Regions from separate parts of the Mus musculus genome. Here regions 1, 2, 3, 5 and 6 are each linked to region 4. The links are chromatin contacts, called in public promoter capture Hi-C maps. All regions are on one chromosome and are shown on one strand. The core of a region is the stretch at or near the end of the contact, and the rest is flanking DNA. Distances in the headings are between cores, read along the strand shown. Region 1 holds the start of 0610009B22Rik (RIKEN cDNA 0610009B22 gene). Region 2 holds the start of Phykpl (5-phosphohydroxy-L-lysine phospholyase). Region 3 holds the start of Cyfip2 (cytoplasmic FMR1 interacting protein 2). Region 4 holds the start of Mgat1 (mannoside acetylglucosaminyltransferase 1). Region 5 holds the start of Nhp2 (NHP2 ribonucleoprotein). Region 6 holds the start of BC049762 (cDNA sequence BC049762).

Region 1 (2,914 bases), core at 155-2,654, 2.4 Mb after region 4:
TGGGTTTCTATAGACCAGCAGCTAGTTCCAGAGTGATAAAAAAAAAAAAAAAAAAAACAAAAACCAAAAACCAAAAAACCCAGGATAAGGGACTATCGTTTAAGAGACACGTCATAAAATAAAAACTATAGCTTTAGGAATTTAATCAAGGCTTTCAGTGGAGGTCTTGGTGGTTAAGATCATTGGTTGCTCTTTCAGAGGACCTAAGTTTCCACTAAAAATTTCCGAAGAATTAAAGAATCTCACCTATTCTTGAAAACAAGTAAATAATGGCTGCTGGTTCAGGGGACTCGTTTTTCCTCATTGGTGTATCCACCATTAAATTGTGTATGCTCCATAAATAAACCCCTACCCATAAATACCCAAGTTAAACTCAGTGGGTACACACGCATGCTCAGTCCAGAACTCAGTAGGCAGAGGCTAGAGGATCTGTGAGTTCAAAGCTAGCTTGTTCTGCAAAGCAAGTTCCAGGACAGTCAGGGCTACAGAAAGAGACTCTGTCACAAGAAGAAAGAAGACAGGAGGAGGAGGAGGAGATGATCAACTTCACAAAGTTGTCCTCTCTTACACATGTACCATATAGCAAGCAGGCACTCCCATGATGTGTCACATACATCCACAATAATAATAATTTTAAAAAATGTATAGATATGAAAATAGAAGGGAAAGGGGGTTCAGTGGGTGTGGGATGAGAGGGTGACAAGGGCTGAAAACCACATTAAAACACATGGATGAACCTGCCAAAGGATAACTAAAGATACTAGGATGGACTGTCATCCTTGCTTTGGGGCTATTAAAGATGGCGATACATCTATTTACCCACAGATTCATTTACAACACGATGACAGAGTCCATTAAATAAACCCGTACATTTTGCTATTTTATTTTGTTATTAACCTTTTTTAAAAAATAAAATAAAAGGTCTTATGAAGCCCAGACTGGCCTACAAGTATCAGAAAATGGCTTGAATTCCTTACCCTAGCTCCCCCTTTCCAGTGCTGCGATTATCTTACACTGCCCCTCTTTAACTGTTTATTTCTGGTGCTGGGGACCAAATCCCAAACCTCCAGGTGCTAGGCAAGGGCTCTGCCCCTGAGCCACAAATCCCAAGGAAAACTCAAAGTACGCACCCACGAAAGTGACTGAACTGTATGTGCCCAGCCTCCCTGGACGGCCCCCACTTTCCCAGTCTCTAGCTCCCGACTTTTTGCTTTGGGCAGGGTCTTGCTGTCCTACAGCACTTGAGGCAATCCCTCCGGGCTCCTGAGCGCTGGGATCACAGGCGAGTGCGGGATTTTGACAACTATAAATACCTCACCTAAGCCGACTTCCCTCTAGTTCAGGGGCAGACAAGCTCAAAGAGGAAAGCAGGTCAGCCGGCCATCACACACACTCAACGTCCACCCCGCGGGGTAGCTCCGCCCACCGACTAGCCGAGACTGCTCACTGCGCATGCGTACATGTTCCCGCCTCTCCGGGAAGGACTGAGCGGCCTGCGCCGGCTGCCGACCTGACGCAAGTGACGGAAGACTGAGCATGCTCAGTAACGCGCTAAGCCCGTCCCCAGCCCCGGTCCGGCCGCCATCTTGGATCAGGGCAGCTCAGTCGACCGGGCATGCGCACATGCGTCTCTGAGCAAGGCTGCGCTAAGGGTTTTGTCCGCCATCTTGGGTCAAGGCCTCATGGGACGTCGGGGTCCCCGCGGGCCTCCTCTGGCTCTTAGAGCAATCCTTGCCTTCACCGCACGCGTACTTGCTTATGTTGTCACTGACGTTCGCCTGGAGGTGTAGAGACCGGAAGCCTGGCGGGAGATGTGGACCAGACTGCCAAGTGAGGCGGAGCTTTTAACTACAAGAATGCCAGAAAGCAAAATGGAGGTTGCAGCACCGGGCGCTTGTGTCCAGACGGTGCTGGCCGTATGCGTGGGCGGAAATGCGTAATGGGAGGGTGGTTTAGGGCGCAAATCACTGGTGTTAGGTGCTGTTAATCATCAAGGACTCTGCTCTTTCAAGTGTATGTCTGCATTGTTCACAGGTTTTCCTTATGTGTTTATTATAGTGAGACTTATCTAGCGTTGGCGTCCTGAATTCCTTCTTCCCTTAAACAGACATTTCGAAGCTACTTTGGCTAAAAATCATTGACTTCTCTCTGGGGCCACAGAGTGACTAAAGATAAAGTTTGGCATTTCTGTTTTCGTTTTGTGTTTGCTAGAAACATAAACAAAGCGAAGTAGCTCTACAAGGCACGTTCTATTTGTAAAAAAGGTGTTTCAGGATCAAAATCATGGTGTCTTTTCCCCAGTGGCTGGGGTCCGACCTTCATGCTTGGCTAGTTCTGAAAGAATAAGCTTAGAGGAATGGAGTTAAAGGTCTGTATTCCAGGCAGCAGGGAATTCAGGAGGGAGAAAGGATGCATGAGGTTTATAAACAAAACTTTACTAGGTGGAGAAGATGTTTGTTTGTTTGTTTGTTTGTTTGAGTGAAGCAGCTTTCTTTTATTGGCGGTAGTGAAGAAAATTTTTGGAATATTGGCCAATGGCAGACTACCTACCTACCTTTGATAGATAAATAACAAAACTGATTTCTTACATCTCCTTTGCTTTGGTCAGGTACCTGCCCACTTCTACATAAGCAGCATGTTTATCCATCCATTTCATCTCCCTTCAAAATTGAAGGCACAAAAAAGTCATTGTCCTAAACCTCTGGTCATCTTGATAGGAATGGGAGTTAGGGAGGAAGGGAATAAAAGTGTCTGCTACAAGAAGTCTCCAGTTATCATTTGAGCCGTAGAAATATGAACATGTTTGTTTTGTGTAGCAGCTCACAAATTTCCATTACTGAGGCTGACTGCTTTCCTGACTTCCAATTAAGGAAACTAAGTCAGTGTGTGCATATTTATGTGTTAGAACACTTTT
Region 2 (3,047 bases), core at 334-2,833, 2.3 Mb after region 4:
GTTCCATGCCGCTAAAGAAACCAACGAGATGACTGTCCCCATGGACAGATGGCTCTGAGGCTTGAGAGAAGCGACCTTACTAGATTCCCTGTCCTTAAAGCTTTGAGTTGTCACAGGATTGGGGGACACTCCTGGCATTCAGAAGACAGTCGAGGTTAGCATACACCTGAAATCCAGGACACTGGACACGCCCAGTAGTGAAGCTGCTCACTGTGAATGCCAGCTGAGGAAACCCTGCTCTGGATTCAAGGGTTGGGCAGGGGAATGATTGCTTGTTGGTTGAGACAGGGTCTCAATACATAACTTAGGCTGGTCCCAAAGTTGCAGCTCTGCCTCAGCTTCCCAAGTGCTGGGATTACAGGCTTGCACCACCATGCCCCCCACTACATCCAAGTCTTGTTCAGTCCCTTCCTCCTTTCAGCCTGTGCCTTCTTGGCCTCCAGGGTTGCCTTGAAAGGACAGATGCCAGAAAATGGAGAGAGGATGGGACCAAGGACAGGAAGGATAGGCCTTTTCTGAGCAGGAAGATGGACTTTTAGGTAGGTTTATGGTTAAAAACATGAAATACCGCTCAGTTGGGGAAGATGGAAGGGCTCTGTGACTGGGTTTTGGTGACAAGATGCAACATTGAGAATGTACTAATGCCACTGAATTGTATGTACCCTTCAAAATTGCTTGTTTTTTTATGTATATTTTACCACAATAAAAACAAACAAAAACCACAAGAATACAAAGCTGTTCTTTAATAAGTGCTGTAAGCATTTTGCAGTTTTCTAGGGAAGAAAAGAAATAAGCTACTGGAGAATGGGGCAGCGGGCTGGCATGTGAACAAGACTGCCCCAGTCTGCTGAGGGGCCTTCTCAGGCCTTTGTTCCAGGGTTCATCAAGACAGTCAGCTCCAGCGCTCAACCCATAAGGGAGTATCCCTTCTCTCCCACCTCCGGGACCACAGAGGTCTCTTGTCACTCAGTGTGCTAGGTAAGAGTTCAGGAGACCTTGTTTTAGTCCGGCCTCTGCAGCGGGCCTATTGTGTGCCTCGGAGCAAAGCCGTTCTTTTCTGGGCCTGTTTCCTGCACAGTACATAAGGTAGGACTCAGAAGTTTTCCAAACCTCTTCCTATCTGCCCACTGCAAAATTCTCTTCCTGTAGCGACATGTCAAGTTTATCCTGTCTAATCCTAGCAAGAATTTCTAGAGATCTCCGTGGTCTGCCCCAGCAGTGGCACCGAACTCTACAGCGCCATGCCAGGAAGGCCTTTGTCCTTCCAGGGTGCCAGTAATTTACCCTCACAGGGTGTCACGTTATCAGCGCAGAGACAGCAACCTGCTCGGGCGTGCCCCGCCGCAGTTTAGAGTCCCGCTCCACCTGGCGGTCTGGGGACACATTCCTGGGAGGGAAACCTCGGGCGTAGGAGAGAAGGGCGAAGTCCGACCATGGATCAGCGGAGAGTATCCGCCCGTGATGACGTGAACTGCAAGCTATCTCGCTTGCAAGTTCCGTAAACGCCCGGGAAGGGAGCTCCTGGGGGCGGGACCAGCACTGAAGCCCCACCCAGAGCTGACGTCGCGGGCGGAGGCGGAGCTAAGCGCGCAGCATCTGGGTACTGGCTGACCGCTCGGCGCCATGGCCGCGGACACGCGCGCCAAGGCCGTCACTCTGGACCTGAGACGTCGGCTGCTCAGGTACCGGGTGTGGGCTCCGAAAGCGCGTATAGCGCCCACCCCGAGTCCCTGATTTCCCCGCCTCCCTCAGCCTACTAGAAGCGGCCGTGAACCACCCCGCGACTCCGGGGCGTCCCCTGTCCCGTGGAGCGAGCTTTGCCCCTGGCAGCCACCTGCATAAGGAGCTGGGCCTGGCCTGGGGGGCAGTCATGTCACGGGCAGGGTTACAGGAAGTCTGCTCTTGGCCTGTGAGGAGTATCCTCGGTGCCACGTGGAGAGAAGCTTATGGTTGGAACTTAGGACTGGAGCTAGCCATTACTAACGGGGACAGCAAGGCCACTGGGTTGGCAAGGAATGTTAGGGGCTGAGATGCAGCTCCTAACAAGGGGGTTTTCTTCAGGAAGCCATTCCGAAGCCCTTTTCACTGGGACTGGAGGAGTCTCAGTGTGCAAGCAAAACTGAGAGGGCCACAAAGGCTTAGTTTTGTCTCAGAAACTTTCTGCTCCGTCCTGTTCACAGGAATGGGGAGGCAGGGAAGTTCCACCGTGCCCTGCAAGCTTTTGTCCATCCCAGAATCAGGAAGGAGTGAAGGGGGCTGTAATGAGTGGAGGTCAGTCTTCAGACAGGGTTGTCGATCCTTTGCCTGTCCCCACAGCTCTTCCTGCAGACTCTTTTTTCCTGAGGATCCTGTTAAGATTATCCGAGGCCAAGGGCAGTACCTGTACGATGAGCAAGGGCGAGAGTACCTGGACTGTATCAACAACGTGGCTCATGGTCAGTATGACGCCTCTCACCCTTGGTGAGACAGGGGAGGAGGCTGAGGCCATAGATCTGACTGATAGCCTGGGTTGAACAGAACTGAATCGGATGCTCAGGGGGGCACCCCAGTCTTTGTGAAAAGACTCCACACCATAGCTGTGCTAAACCAGGCAGGCCTGAGAGGTTCACATGCCAAGGTCCAAGCTGCACGTCCCACGTGGAACTCACATCAAACCAGGCATATATACAGTCCACCCATCCATGACCACAAATGTAGTGTGCTCATCTTGGCCTCGTGCAGGGTGCTGACAGCAGGCCTTCACCTCTATTGACTACTATAGGGGTAATAGGAAACTTTAGTATGAATTCAGCCAACTGGGCTACCACAGCTGTTAGAAGGCACATTGCAGGCAGGTAAGGGTTAAAACCCAGGACTCTCCCAGCACTCAGGGCACAGAGGCAGGGGGGTCTCCTGAGTTAACAGCCAGCCTGGCCTACGCCTACATAGCAAGTTTCAGGGACAACTAGGGCTTCACAGAGAGACCCTGTCTCAGGAGAAATGACTTAATCCTGGGCCTTTTTGGTAAACTCACTGCCCGGTGTTGTAGGTAATTGTGTTAATTATTG
Region 3 (2,897 bases), core at 362-2,861, 2.9 Mb before region 4:
TGGCAGCTGCCACATAGGCCATTCTGACCACAGTATCAGTGCCACATCTAGCTTACATCGGAAAGTCAACCATTAGAGATAGCAAATATTTTGACTTCAGCTCTGCTTCCTATTAAAATGTCTCCTATCCTCGGCTTCCTTTCTGATCCCATGACTTAAGAAGCGCCTGCTCTACATCCAATGGGAAAACCTTTTGTATTTAGCTCTTCAAGATAAATACCACTCACTGGCTCCTTTCTCAAGCAAGTTTGACAGGAGAGAAGGGACCCAAGGAGCATCGGGTGGAGGGGGGGAAAGCCACAGAAGGGGGGATGGTGGTAGGGACAACTACCTTCAAGGACTTACAATCCCGACTATAGATATTAATCTATATTTTTGTCCTCCGACAATGGCGGGAGGGGGGGGTGTCACTGAGTGCTAGGCAATGGTTCTTGCAGGGCCTGTGCCCAAGAATAAGGCTGGTCACTTCTAAGGGAAGGGGTCAAGAGGTAGAAATGGTTGCTTAGGAGCAACAGTCAGTCGTCAGTCTGATCCCTAAGTCTTCCTGCCCAACTGTGGGGCTGTGGGCACTAAAGAATTGGGCTAGCCAAGTTCTAAGTCTGGACTGGAAAACACCCAGATAGTCGCGGGAGAAAACCAACAGTCGGTTCAACCATGCTCCCTGCCCCCACCCTTAGCCACAAGCTACTCCTCTTCCTGTACACACAGGAGGGCTTACCTTCCTGAAGGTGATGTGGCAATCTCCCACAACAGACAGGTGGGCAGCTAAATACGAAGGAAACCTTGACCCCTAGGATTCCATCACCCCACCTTTCTCCTCCCCAAAGCCATCCAGGGGAGAGGCGCTAGTATAGGCCAGAACGCTTCGAAGCAGGTCAGCCATGCCTCCCGGCTCATCAGAGCTTTCCTCTCCCAAACCGTGCCGCTGTGGCCCCGGCCCCACCCGGCTTCGGTTCACCGCGGGCGCCCAGTACCCCCTTGCCTGTCAGGCGGGCCCAGGCAGCTCTCTCTGGCCTTGGCTGAATGATGGTGGCCGCGACCGCAGAGGCGGGGACTGCCCGGCGATCTGCAGTATGTAGGTGCAGGGATGTAGCCCCCTCTGGGCTTGTGGCCCCTGCAGGTATCCCTGGTCCCCGAGACTATCCCTGCCTCTTTTTAGGGCGGGTGGCTCCGGCCCAGGCCACGCACCTGCTGTGGCTGCCGCTGAGGCTGCTGCGCGGAGCTCTGCGCTGTACCCACGACTTCTGGAAAACGCTCCCTGCCCAGGGCGCCCGGGGCGGCCGAGGGGAGAAGGGACAACACAGGCCTGTAGCCCGGCCTCCAGGGACCTGAAGCCGTGTAGCCTCGGGCGCCAAGCCAAGCGCCCCCAACGGGCTGGGAGAAGTGGCGCCCGCCCCTCGCGCATCCTCAGGAACGCATCCACCGCCTAGGCAGCATTTCGGTTCCTGCATCAGCCCTGTTGTCTCCGAGAGTCCCTTACCTGGCTCGGTGGCAGGTCCAGGGGAGGGACCCGAGGCTACCGCAGGGCCCCGCGCCGGGGCGCAGGATGCTTAGCCCCGCTCCGCCGCTGCGCCGGCGGACCGCCGCGCCCCGCCCGCGGCCCCGCCTCTCCGCCTGCCGCGGCTCCTCCCCTGGCCGCGGTGCCCAGCCCCTTCGCCGCGGCTGCTGTCACACAAAGAGCCGGAAATGGCTGCGGCGAGGGGCTCCCTGCGCACCCCTGACCTGCAACCTCCTGAACCCATACCTTCCAGCCTTAGAGTATCCAGCCTCCGGACTCTGGAGGTGGAGGAGGGACGACTTTCCTGCTGCCGCCTGCATCACCAGCGACACCTGCCACTCCAGAAGGAAGGAAGCGTCAGCTCCTTTCGCATCTCCCCGGTGTCAAATTATTTTCATATAGTCATTTATTCACCACATCTTTATCGACTACCTGTTTTGTTCCAAGCATCTTGCCAAGAGCCAGGCACGCACTAGTGTGCAGTAGAGCCCCTGCTCGCTTGGAGCTTATTATTTGCCAGCATTAACTGACCTAACAGGAGTCCAATGACAGCTGCTTTCCCAAAGAAGGGAGCAGGCTAAGTGAGAGGTTGAGCCCTTCCACCACTTGAAGAATAACTTCCCAGAGGGCACGGGCTCAGAGGGCACGGGCTCAGAGGGCACAGGCTCAGCGGGAGAAAGCGCTTGCAGCCAAGCTTGATGATGACCTGAGTTCGATTCCCAGGATCCACAAGGTAGAAGGAGAGAGACAGCTTCTGTATATTGTGTTCTGACCTCCACCCACATGCATATATGCACATTACACAGACACACAGACACATACACACACCCATACACACACACAATAAATAAATGTAATAATTTAAAAACAAAGAGAAACATCTACTTCCTTTCCATTTCTTAGTGTAAAAATGTACAGCTATTATGTGTGTGTGTGCGTGTGTGTGTGTGTGTGTGTGTGTGTGTGTGTGTGTGTGTGCGCGCGCGCGTGCCCATGTCGATCCCATTGAGGTAGAATTGACTCGTGGACAAAATCATGATAAGCTGACTTTTAGGCAAACCTAGGAAGGAGCTGAGGAGACAGAAGCCTCTTAGATGCTGCTTAGGGCTCTTCAAAGAATCCATTGCTCCTTGAGACATAACTCGGAGGGCTTTAGGTAGGGATGAGGCCAGCTGCATTCAGTCCTGACCTGAACCCACCCCAGCATGGTACTGCTCTGAGTGGGAGATGCAGTACCTGCAATAAAGGGAATAATAGTTGCTCTGGGTACCATATATATATATATATATATATATATATATATATATATATATATATATATATATATATATGTGTGTGTGTGTGTGTGTATGTATATAAAGTATTTATTTTATTCTGTGTGTATGGGTATTTTGATTGC
Region 4 (2,835 bases), core at 204-2,703:
CGGGAGAGTGTACAGAGAGGCCAAGAAAACAGGCTTGGACGGAAGGGCAGCTTCCTAGTGTCTCCTGACAACTTTGTTTTACTTCCTCACCTGCCCACAAGGGCCCTTAAGGTACTCCCACTTTCTGCATAATTCCTGGTGTCTGGTACGAACAAGTTAGTGAGTAACACTCAGTAAGCACAGACCTAAAAGTCCCGGTTACCTTGGGGACTCTGGAACAGTAGTGATGAAGTCTGTAGGTAGGAGGGTCTGTCTGAGGTTGAGTATATCTAGTAATCAACTGGCAGTGCCTCTGCTCCCCTCATGGGTGAAAGATCCAAGGGTGGTTGGAGCCAAGGCTTATGCAGAGGGCCAGGCACAGCAGGATGTGGGAGCCAGTGGGGGCTGTGGTACCATGGTGAGTGGACAGTAGGGATTCCCAGACATCTCTGATTCCAAAATGGTCCTGTCAGTGAGATGTGGCTTACTGTGAGTTGCTAATAATGCACGGCTCAGATCTCAGAAATAGTTTGTGCTCCGGGGCCACTGCTGACATCTAAATCAGACCCTGAAACTCCTGGTTGTCATCTTTCCTCCCCCACTCAGGCTGCTTGAGGCTCTGATTGAGGTACTTACCAAGTACTCTGTTCAGTTGGGTCCTGATGAGTCTCCCTGCCCCTCCCATGTTTCTTTTGCTTTAAAAAAATACCAAGGAATACAGATCCAGGGGTTTCCTTCCCCCTCCCATTCATTTTTAGGGTTACTCCAAAAGCCTGTGATTGATTCTTTCCTTCCTCAGGACTTAGGTTCAGTGTACAGGCCTGACTTTGGTTTCCCCGCCCATAAAGGGGCACACACACACACACACACACACACACACACACACACACAAGACAGAACTGAAACGGCGGCAGGCTGGCTCTTACCCACCTTGGGCAGCAGGTGTTTCCTCCCTATCTTCCCTTTTGAAACCGAATACTTGTTGCTTGCACACCCTCACCCCTCTCTTGCTGTTTTTTTTTTTCAACTAATAGTCTGCAACTTCCCTCGCATAGAGGAATGGTTCCCAGGTTCTTAGAATTGAGGTTGGTGAACGCTCTTCTTGCTGAGGAAACGCTTCTAACACCACCAAGTGCTGCACCCCTCAAAGTCGGTGAATCTCTAGATTCACTGGGCTGGACAAGGGACACTCTTGGGAAAAGTCTTTACTGGACAAGGCTCAGGGTGTGAGTGGGGTTGGCATCTACACAGGAGCTGCAACTGAGAGGGAAAGGGCCTCAAACAAACATCTCTGCTACCACTGCCTTTCGAAGTTGGGGGACTTGGGAAGACCCGTTGTTTAGATCTTGACCGGTGATCAGGAAGTCAGCAGTAGAGGAAGGCCCTGGAAGGAGGGGCCAGCGCGGACTCGCCCGTGGCAGGGCGGGGACCAACAGAGGGGCCTAGGGGCTGGGGAGCGCCGCCCCGCCCTCCCGGGGAAGGACCACATTGCCGGCTAGCAGGAAGGCCAACCAGACCGGACGAGGCCGCTCCAGCGCTGGGTGTTGCCGGTCCGGGGCGAGCCTGGTTCCAGGCGGGGTGAGTTGAGAGGATCCGGTGAGCTGGGCCGGGGGACGCCAGCGTCCTCAGTCCTGGGGCTTGTCCCAGGAGGACAAGGACCCCGGAGGAGAGAGGCCGCGCAGCCAGGGGAGTCGGGTCTGAGTCCCGAGTGTGCTCCAAAGCCAGGGCGGTGAGAGTGGCGGGCCCGCCCGGGGCCGCGCAGCGCGCAGTCTCCCCCACGCGGGGAAGTGGGAACTTAACGCACAGCTACAGGATTCCTGGCCTTCAGCTGCTAGAGGGAGGGTGGCTTCTCCAGGAGGAGCTGTTGTGAAACTCGGCAGGAGGGCACCTTGGGTGCGGGGCAGGGCAGGGCAGGGCAGGGGAGAGATGGGGTCGCCCTGAAGAAGTGGGAGACTGGAGTGGAAAGTGGACTTTATGCAAGCCTCACCCCAGCGTCCAGGCTTCATAAGTTACTAGGGCTGGCTTTTGCTCAGCCACAAGGAAAATTTGACTCAATGTTGAAATATGTGATTTGGCAAGAAAACTTTTTTTCCTAGCCTCCTTTCTAGTATGTTTGGAACAGGGGGCTCCCAAGAGGTGCAGAGCCCCCCCATTGTTCAAAATGTGGTTCAGAGGGACTGTGGCCCACCCATTCGAGTCTCCATGGAAGAGTGGCCTTCTGGTGAAGCTTCTTTTTCTTTAACCTTGGCTACTGTAAGGCTCTCGTGCTTGAGAATATTGCTGGCCAGCTTGATTGCCTGTCATTAGTACTATTTAGACTAGAGCGTCCTTGATTCTGGGGTCTTCCCGTTTCCAGTCACTAGTCCTTGACTTTTTAGCATGGAGATCACCAGTAATGGCAACATTACATCCCACTTCTGTTTCTCAGAAGGCTGTATTACAGTGTGTTCAAACTCCATGTCATTGCAACAGGTTAAACTCACTTTCTGCTTCGGACGTCAAGGTATTGCCATTCTAATCCAGACATCAAGGGCGGTGGAGAAGACAAAAGTCGGTTGTCTGTTTACAGAAGAGGAACTGAGGCAGTGGTTCTTCAGGTAACGGCTTCAGGGCTGTCTGTCTGGTGCCAGGCTATAGCAGCATTGTGTTTCCCTTTGACCTGTTCCCAGGTGAATAGCCTGTATCCCTCCTAGGTCTTACCCTCTATACTCTTGAATTATTTAGCATATCTACTCGGACTTCTTTTCAGTTCTTCTTCCCCTCTGAAATTATGGAGCCTGGTACATCATACAGAGTCTAACAAGAAAGTAATTCACTTAGAGAGCCGTTATCTGTGATGGACACTATGTGCTCTGT
Region 5 (2,838 bases), core at 276-2,775, 2.4 Mb after region 4:
AGAGATGATTTCAATCTTTACTAGGCTACCCAGTGCTCCTTCCTCCAACAGCCTTCCCTGGTTCTGTCTTTCTTGGCAATTCAGAGAATGTATCCCAATCTGACATATCCTGGTCCTCTTGCTGCTGTCCAAGTGATGGCTTTTAGTGGCTGGAAATCATACTCAACTATCTCACAGGTCTCATAGTTGTCAATCAGGGATAGGTAAGTTCTGTGTCCTTCACAAAACACAGATCTAAATGTGGGCCTGATTTTTGGCATCTGGCACTCAGGATCCTCCTTCATATTCACCCTTACCAGCTTCAGTCCCTCTACGTCACAGAGCTGAGGTCCCCGTTTCCTGTTGCTCCAGGGTTCTCATTAGCTAGCTGGACTCTTCATCCAGCACATGTCACCTTCCTTCCTACCTTTCTGGTTTTTCAGATTTGCTTTTAACATTTAAGAACTTTTGATTGATTTATTTCCTGTGTGTGAGTGTGTTGCCTGAAAGCACATCTGTGCAGCACATGCACTCCTGAGGCCCTTGCAGATTAGACATTTCAGATCCCCTGGAACTGGAGTGGGTTTTTTTGTTTGTTTGTTTGTGTTTTTTTGTTTGTTTGGGGGGGGTTGGTTTTTGTTTTTTGGTTTTTATTCAAGACAGGGTTTCTCTGTATAGCCCTGGCTGTCCTGGAACTCACTCTGTAGACCAGGCTGGCTTTGAACTCATAAATCCACCTGCCTTTGCCTCCCAAGTGCTGGGATTAAAGGCATGCGCCACCACTGCCCGGCCTCTTTTTTTTCTTTTTTCTTTGCGGTTTTTTTTTTTTTTTTTTTTGGAGACTGTTTCTGTGTAATCCTGGCTGTCCTGAAACTCGATCTGTAGAACAGGCTAGCCTTGAATTCAGAGTTCCTCCTGCCTCTGCCTCCCAAATGCTGAGAGTAAAGGTATGCACCACTACTGCCCAGCGGAAGTCACTATGTAGACCAGGCTGACCTTACTGCCCAGCGGAAGTCACTATGTAGACCAGGCTGACCTGATCCACCTGCCCCTGCCTCCCCACTGCTGGGATCAAAGGTGTGCGGTTTATAGTTTGTGCAACAGGATCTAGGAGGGGGAAAAGAAAATATGAAAAAACTTTCAGGTGCGCCAGGCTTTACCTAACCAGCAGCAGCAGGTCACAAGGCAGGTCACAAGGAGCTCAGGGGACACAATCCCGTTGTGTATTTTCCTTCCACCCGCTCTTCAATCTCTCCGGGCCCCGCCTCTTTCCCTTTGGGCTCCGCCTCTTTCCCTTTGGGCCCCACCTCTCGGCCCCAGGCCCCGCCCCTTTCCCTCTGGAAACCCGGTTCTAAATTCGGCCTCCCTGGGATTCCCGCGGTGAAAATCCAAATCCCGTGCTTAGATTGACCTTTAACTCCGCCCCCATATCCAAAATCCCGCCCCTAGAGATCTACTTAGAGATTGGTCGGTGTAGAATATTTAGTTTCCCAATTGGTCACAGGGTAGAGCCACTTGAAAACCCGGAAGTGATGTCGGAGGCGGCGGCCGCGTGGTTCCTCTATGCCGGGACGGAGTTGTAGTTGCTAAGATGACCAAAGTAAAGGCCGCTCCCGAAGAGTCCGAGGCGCAGGCGGAGGGCTGCAGCGAGGAGCGCACGTACAAAGAGCTGCTGGTCAATCTGAACCCCATCGCGCAGCCCCTGGCTTCCCGCCGCCTGACGCGCAAGCTCTACAAGTGCATCAAGAAGGGTGAGGCGGGCGCGTGGCGATCGCGGTCCGGGACCGGTGACTTGGGCGGCCCGGGGTCGAGCCTCGTGAGCGAGGTGTCGGCTCACGCTTCTCTCTCTTTGTAGCTGTGAAGCAGAAGCAGATTCGTCGCGGGGTGAAGGAGGTTCAGAAATTTGTCAACAAGGGCGAGAAAGGGTAAGAACCCGGCTTCCTCTGGTTTTTAAGTTTTGTGTGGTTTTTATTTTTATATTCCAGTGCCGGGGATTGAACCTAGGGCCTTGTGCACGGTACACAAGTACTACGGCACTAAGTTTGGCTTATTAACTGGTTAAGAAGAAATTCCACCTACTCAATAAAGGTGAAGTTGACCAACCAGTCTAGCAGTCAACTCCCTTCACTACCAGTAAATGGAACTCCCAGTAAATGACAGGGAAGAGAATAGGAATCCAGCCCGTGTAAACTAGAGTCCTGATCATTCACTCTGTAGAACGGCACAACTTTTTCAGGCTCTAGGCAACGTGCTATATGTAGAGAGACATTTTCCCAAGTAGGGCAGGGGAGAATGCGGGCTAGCTTCCGAAGTATAGCTAGTTCAAGGCCGTCGTGGTCTATGGACAGGTCTCAAAACAAACAAAACTCCCAAAAGGAGAAAATGATAAGCCAGTGATAGGCCTTTAATCCCATCAGAGGCAGATCTCTTAAGTTTTCAGCCATGACTATGTATAGAGACCCTGTCTCAAAACAACAAAGGAAGAGAATGAATGAATGAAGGTTTATTTGGGGTGAGGGGGTGGAATCCTGAGAAGAGTAGGCTCTTGGACAGGGCAGTGTAGTGGCACTTACACAATGTAAGTGGTTACTCCTTTTAAGTGTATGACTGTTTTGCCTGCGTGTATATGTTGGTGCATCACTGGTGCCCTTGGCAACCAGAAGGCAAGGTGTAAGGTCTCCTTGGACTGGAGTTAGAAATGGCCATGCACCCCCAGAAATGGCTATGCATCCCCGTATGCCGGCTCTCCAGCCCTCCTGGGCTTTCTTTTTTTTTTTTTTTTGAGACAGGATTTCTCTGTGTAGCCCTGTCTGTCCTGGAACTCATTTTGTAGACCAGGCTGGCCTCAAACTCAGAAAT
Region 6 (2,827 bases), core at 257-2,756, 2.0 Mb after region 4:
TTTGACTGAATCTTTGTTACTCCTGTGCTGTTTGACTTTCTCTTCAGAAGTGTTAGGAACCCTGGAGGAAACTGGGATATTGTCCATCTTGGGCAGTATGGGATGCCTGAGAGATCCATTGTGACTCATTCATGGTGTGGCCTTTAATCAACTTTGCTAAATGTGAAGGGATTCATTGTTTCATAATGGGAGCTTCAGAGACAAATCACCATGAAACGAGCCTTTTCAAGACAGACCCTTTTGGTCTTGCCAAAAGATGGACTCAGAATACTTTTCTCTAACTGATTAAGAAAAAAGTAAGTTGTTTTTTACTTTGTTGCATGAATGGAGGCAGTAAGTATGACAATGAAACCGTAAGCTAGCAAAGTTTGAATGGTATTTTCAGGAGTTAAATTTGTCATTAAAGCAAGGAGCTAAGAATCACCTCTTAGAGTTGTCTAGATTACTAAGACTGTCTATAAAGTGATTGGCATAGAGTATTTAATTAATCTGGTTATGACAGCTCATATTTATGCTTCAAGCTCTTGGAGGAAGGAGATAAGAGATAGGACGACCAGAAGAAGTTCAACCCTACTGGGTTAGACAGTAATTATGGTGTTGGATTCTCAGCAGTTTTGTTTTTTGAGTTTTGATCTCATGTAGCTCAGACTGGCCTTGAACTTGCTATATGGCCCAGGATGACCTAGAATTCCTGATCCTCCTGTTTCTAAATCCTAAATGCTGGGATTACAGGCCTGCACCACAAAAGCCCAGTTCTCTGAAATTAAAAAAGGATATATATTAAGAATTTGTTATGTCGCCAGGCAGTGATAGTGCACGCCTTTAATCCCAGCACTTGGGAGGCAAGAGGCAGGTGAGTTTCTGAGTTCAAGGCCAGCCTGGTCTACCGAGTGAGTTCCAGGACAGCCAGGATTACACAGAGAAACCCTGTCTCGAAAAAAAAACCAAAAAGTCTGACCACAAATGCCCGTTTGTTGAGTAACTGTAGTAGAAAATCATGAGGCTGCCATGGTTGTAACCGGAAGAATACTGTCAGAAGTCTTAGGACAAACCTCCCCATTCCTTTCGATTTGCTGGCTGAGAAGGCGAGGAGGAAGAGAGAGAGGAAGGCAAAGAGAAAGAGAAGGGTAAGCACCTGCTACGCTTGTTTTTAGAGGCATATTCAGGTAAACTTCTCCAAATCCAGTTTAGAGCGGAAGCGCCAGGTGACAGCCATATCCTGGTCACTGAGCTGCCCTAGCTGGGAGCATTCGGGGACTCTGCGCTCTGGTGGCTCTACCTGGAGCTGAGGTTGAGGGGCGACTGGTAGATGGAGTGCGATGAGCTTCCCACTTTAAGCTGATGGGAAAAGGTCAGAGGTTGGCCCTACCCAGCGTGGCCACGCCCAGCAAAACTCTTCGAGAGCCCGACGCGCGCCGCAGACTTAAGGCGGGCTTCCAGGTTCACCTAAGAACAGAAAGAACCTCAGCCTGACAAGCGGACAGAACCTCGTCCTACCCGCGCCTCCAGCGCTGCGCAGCCGCAGTGTGGCTGATCAAGCCCCGCCGTCCCTGACGTCACAGACCCCTCGTCCCCTTGCACGATCTGTGGGCGGGCACGAGGCTTCGTGACGCATGCGCGCTGGCTCGGCGTAGGTGGCGCTGGAGCCACCTGAGGAGGTTGTAGGGTGACGGCGCGGACGCCATTTTGTCGGTGTCTGTCGCAGCGGCTGGAGAGGAACGACGGCGGTTTGGCGACATTTCTCGGCCAAAAGGCCGCTTGCTTTTGCGGAGGTGAGGTGGGCAGTGTCGCGCGGAGCCAGGTGTCTGAGGAGAGAGTGGGCTTTGGGCGTCAGCACCGGGAGGATGCGTCCGCGGGGCTGGCGGGGTGCCTCTCGGCCGGCGGCGACAACACCCGAGCTGCCGCGGTTTCGCCGCTCGAGTCAAGGCCCGCAGGCCCCGGGTTCGCCCGACGGTGCGGTCCGGCAGCTTGGGCCTCGCTCACCTCTTGTCAAGGCCTCGGCCGTCCATCGCAGGAACCAGCGGGGAGACCCTTGGCGGGACGCATCCCCGGTACTAGTGCCGTCCAGAGTCGAAGTCACCCCGACCCCCTACTCACCCCTGTCTGTGGCCTCGGCCGTTTGCATAACCGGAGCCTTTTCCAAAGTCCGCTATTCGCTCTGTTGTTCAGCTCTAAGGGCCCTGGCCAGCTGCCCGGAAGAGGTAGGGCAGGCGCTGCGGCGAGCCAGGCAGCGGCTGGAGTTCACCTCCAGCTTCGAGGATCACACTTGGGAAGGAAGGTTCGTCCTTCATGCCAGGCGGTCACCCCACCCCAAGCCCCCCCTAGATCTGGGTCGCCCCGATTGCCCAGGCATTATGTAGGCCAGGCAGGACTCGAACTCAGGAGATTCTCCTGCCTCTGCCTCCTGAGTGATGGGATTAGAGAGCTGAGTGATGGAATTAGAGAGCGAACATTGCATTTACATTGTGACAGCTCTGTTGCTCAAGTAGCCAACCCTCTAAACCAGTGGACCGATTGTCACCTGGTCTAATGTTAAAGCTGCAGATATTTGGCCTAATTTTGAACACGCACCCGAGGGCCTCTTGTACCCCCACTTAAATGGGAGACTGAAACTTCTAAAACGTGGTGGAGAATAATATTTCTAGTATGAGCGTATACATATGGGTTCCATTGTATCTTTTATTGAAAGGATACAGAGGATTGTAGCATGATTTTTAAGTGTTAGAGATAGTGTAATATTTTGAGGTAGCTTTTCTTTCCTGTGTATGAAAGCTCTCATGAGCTCAGAAATCTTTTACTTTGCCTCCTAAGTAAATATTTCTTTGTT

Evidence for each region. Promoter capture Hi-C pulls out the DNA fragments that hold promoters and counts their contacts.
Region 1: a contact with region 4 is called in a promoter capture Hi-C map of pre-B cells, with 5 times the contacts expected there. The contact joins the promoter of 0610009B22Rik here to the promoter of Mgat1 in region 4. A contact is called at or near these places in 2 of 39 promoter capture datasets (liver and pre-B cells).
Region 2: a contact with region 4 is called in a promoter capture Hi-C map of liver, with 3 times the contacts expected there. The contact joins the promoter of Phykpl here to the promoter of Mgat1 in region 4. A contact is called at or near these places in 2 of 39 promoter capture datasets (liver and pre-B cells).
Region 3: a promoter capture Hi-C map of hippocampal neurons shows a contact between it and region 4, with 11 times the contacts expected there. The contact joins the promoter of Cyfip2 here to the promoter of Mgat1 in region 4. A contact is called at or near these places in 4 of 39 promoter capture datasets (hippocampal neurons, liver, pre-B cells and 1 more), 2 of 484 Hi-C or Micro-C datasets (B cells and embryonic stem cells), 5 of 115 datasets of contacts at active chromatin or transcription factors (acute myeloid leukemia, astrocytes, differentiating embryonic stem cells and 2 more) and 2 of 9 other capture datasets (liver and macrophages).
Region 5: a promoter capture Hi-C map of liver shows a contact between it and region 4, with 3 times the contacts expected there. The contact joins the promoter of Nhp2 here to the promoter of Mgat1 in region 4. A contact is called at or near these places in 2 of 39 promoter capture datasets (liver and pre-B cells), 1 of 115 datasets of contacts at active chromatin or transcription factors (large pre-B cells) and 1 of 9 other capture datasets (adipose tissue).
Region 6: a promoter capture Hi-C map of pre-B cells shows a contact between it and region 4, with 4 times the contacts expected there. The contact joins the promoter of BC049762 here to the promoter of Mgat1 in region 4. A contact is called at or near these places in 3 of 39 promoter capture datasets (embryonic stem cells, liver and pre-B cells), 2 of 484 Hi-C or Micro-C datasets (CD4 T cells and Th1 cells), 1 of 115 datasets of contacts at active chromatin or transcription factors (bone marrow-derived dendritic cells) and 1 of 9 other capture datasets (adipose tissue).

The regions. Positions count from the first base shown.
Region 1 is chr11:51,687,230-51,690,143 of GRCm38.p6, forward strand. 0610009B22Rik (RIKEN cDNA 0610009B22 gene) reads right to left here and starts at 1,405. Exons shown (of 2, transcript NM_025319.2): 1 at 1,319-1,405.
Region 2 is chr11:51,583,198-51,586,244 of GRCm38.p6, forward strand. Phykpl (5-phosphohydroxy-L-lysine phospholyase) reads left to right here and starts at 1,584. Exons shown (of 13, transcript NM_028398.3): 1 at 1,584-1,682; 2 at 2,317-2,435. The coding sequence starts at 1,624. It overlaps Col23a1 (collagen, type XXIII, alpha 1), which reads left to right. Exons shown (of 29, transcript NM_153393.2): 29 at 1-728.
Region 3 is chr11:46,310,747-46,313,643 of GRCm38.p6, forward strand. It overlaps Cyfip2 (cytoplasmic FMR1 interacting protein 2), which reads right to left and starts at 1,612. Exons shown (of 31, transcript NM_133769.3): 1 at 1,481-1,612.
Region 4 is chr11:49,249,099-49,251,933 of GRCm38.p6, forward strand. It overlaps Mgat1 (mannoside acetylglucosaminyltransferase 1), which reads left to right and starts at 1,454. Exons shown (of 3, transcript NM_001110150.1): 1 at 1,454-1,557; 2 at 2,452-2,576.
Region 5 is chr11:51,618,248-51,621,085 of GRCm38.p6, forward strand. Nhp2 (NHP2 ribonucleoprotein) reads left to right here and starts at 1,526. Exons shown (of 4, transcript NM_026631.4): 1 at 1,526-1,730; 2 at 1,835-1,904. The coding sequence starts at 1,571.
Region 6 is chr11:51,261,498-51,264,324 of GRCm38.p6, forward strand. It overlaps BC049762 (cDNA sequence BC049762), which reads right to left and starts at 1,507. Exons shown (of 3, transcript NM_001382322.1): 1 at 1,136-1,507. The coding sequence starts at 1,160. Clk4 (CDC like kinase 4) reads left to right here and starts at 1,617. Exons shown (of 13, transcript NM_007714.6): 1 at 1,617-1,772.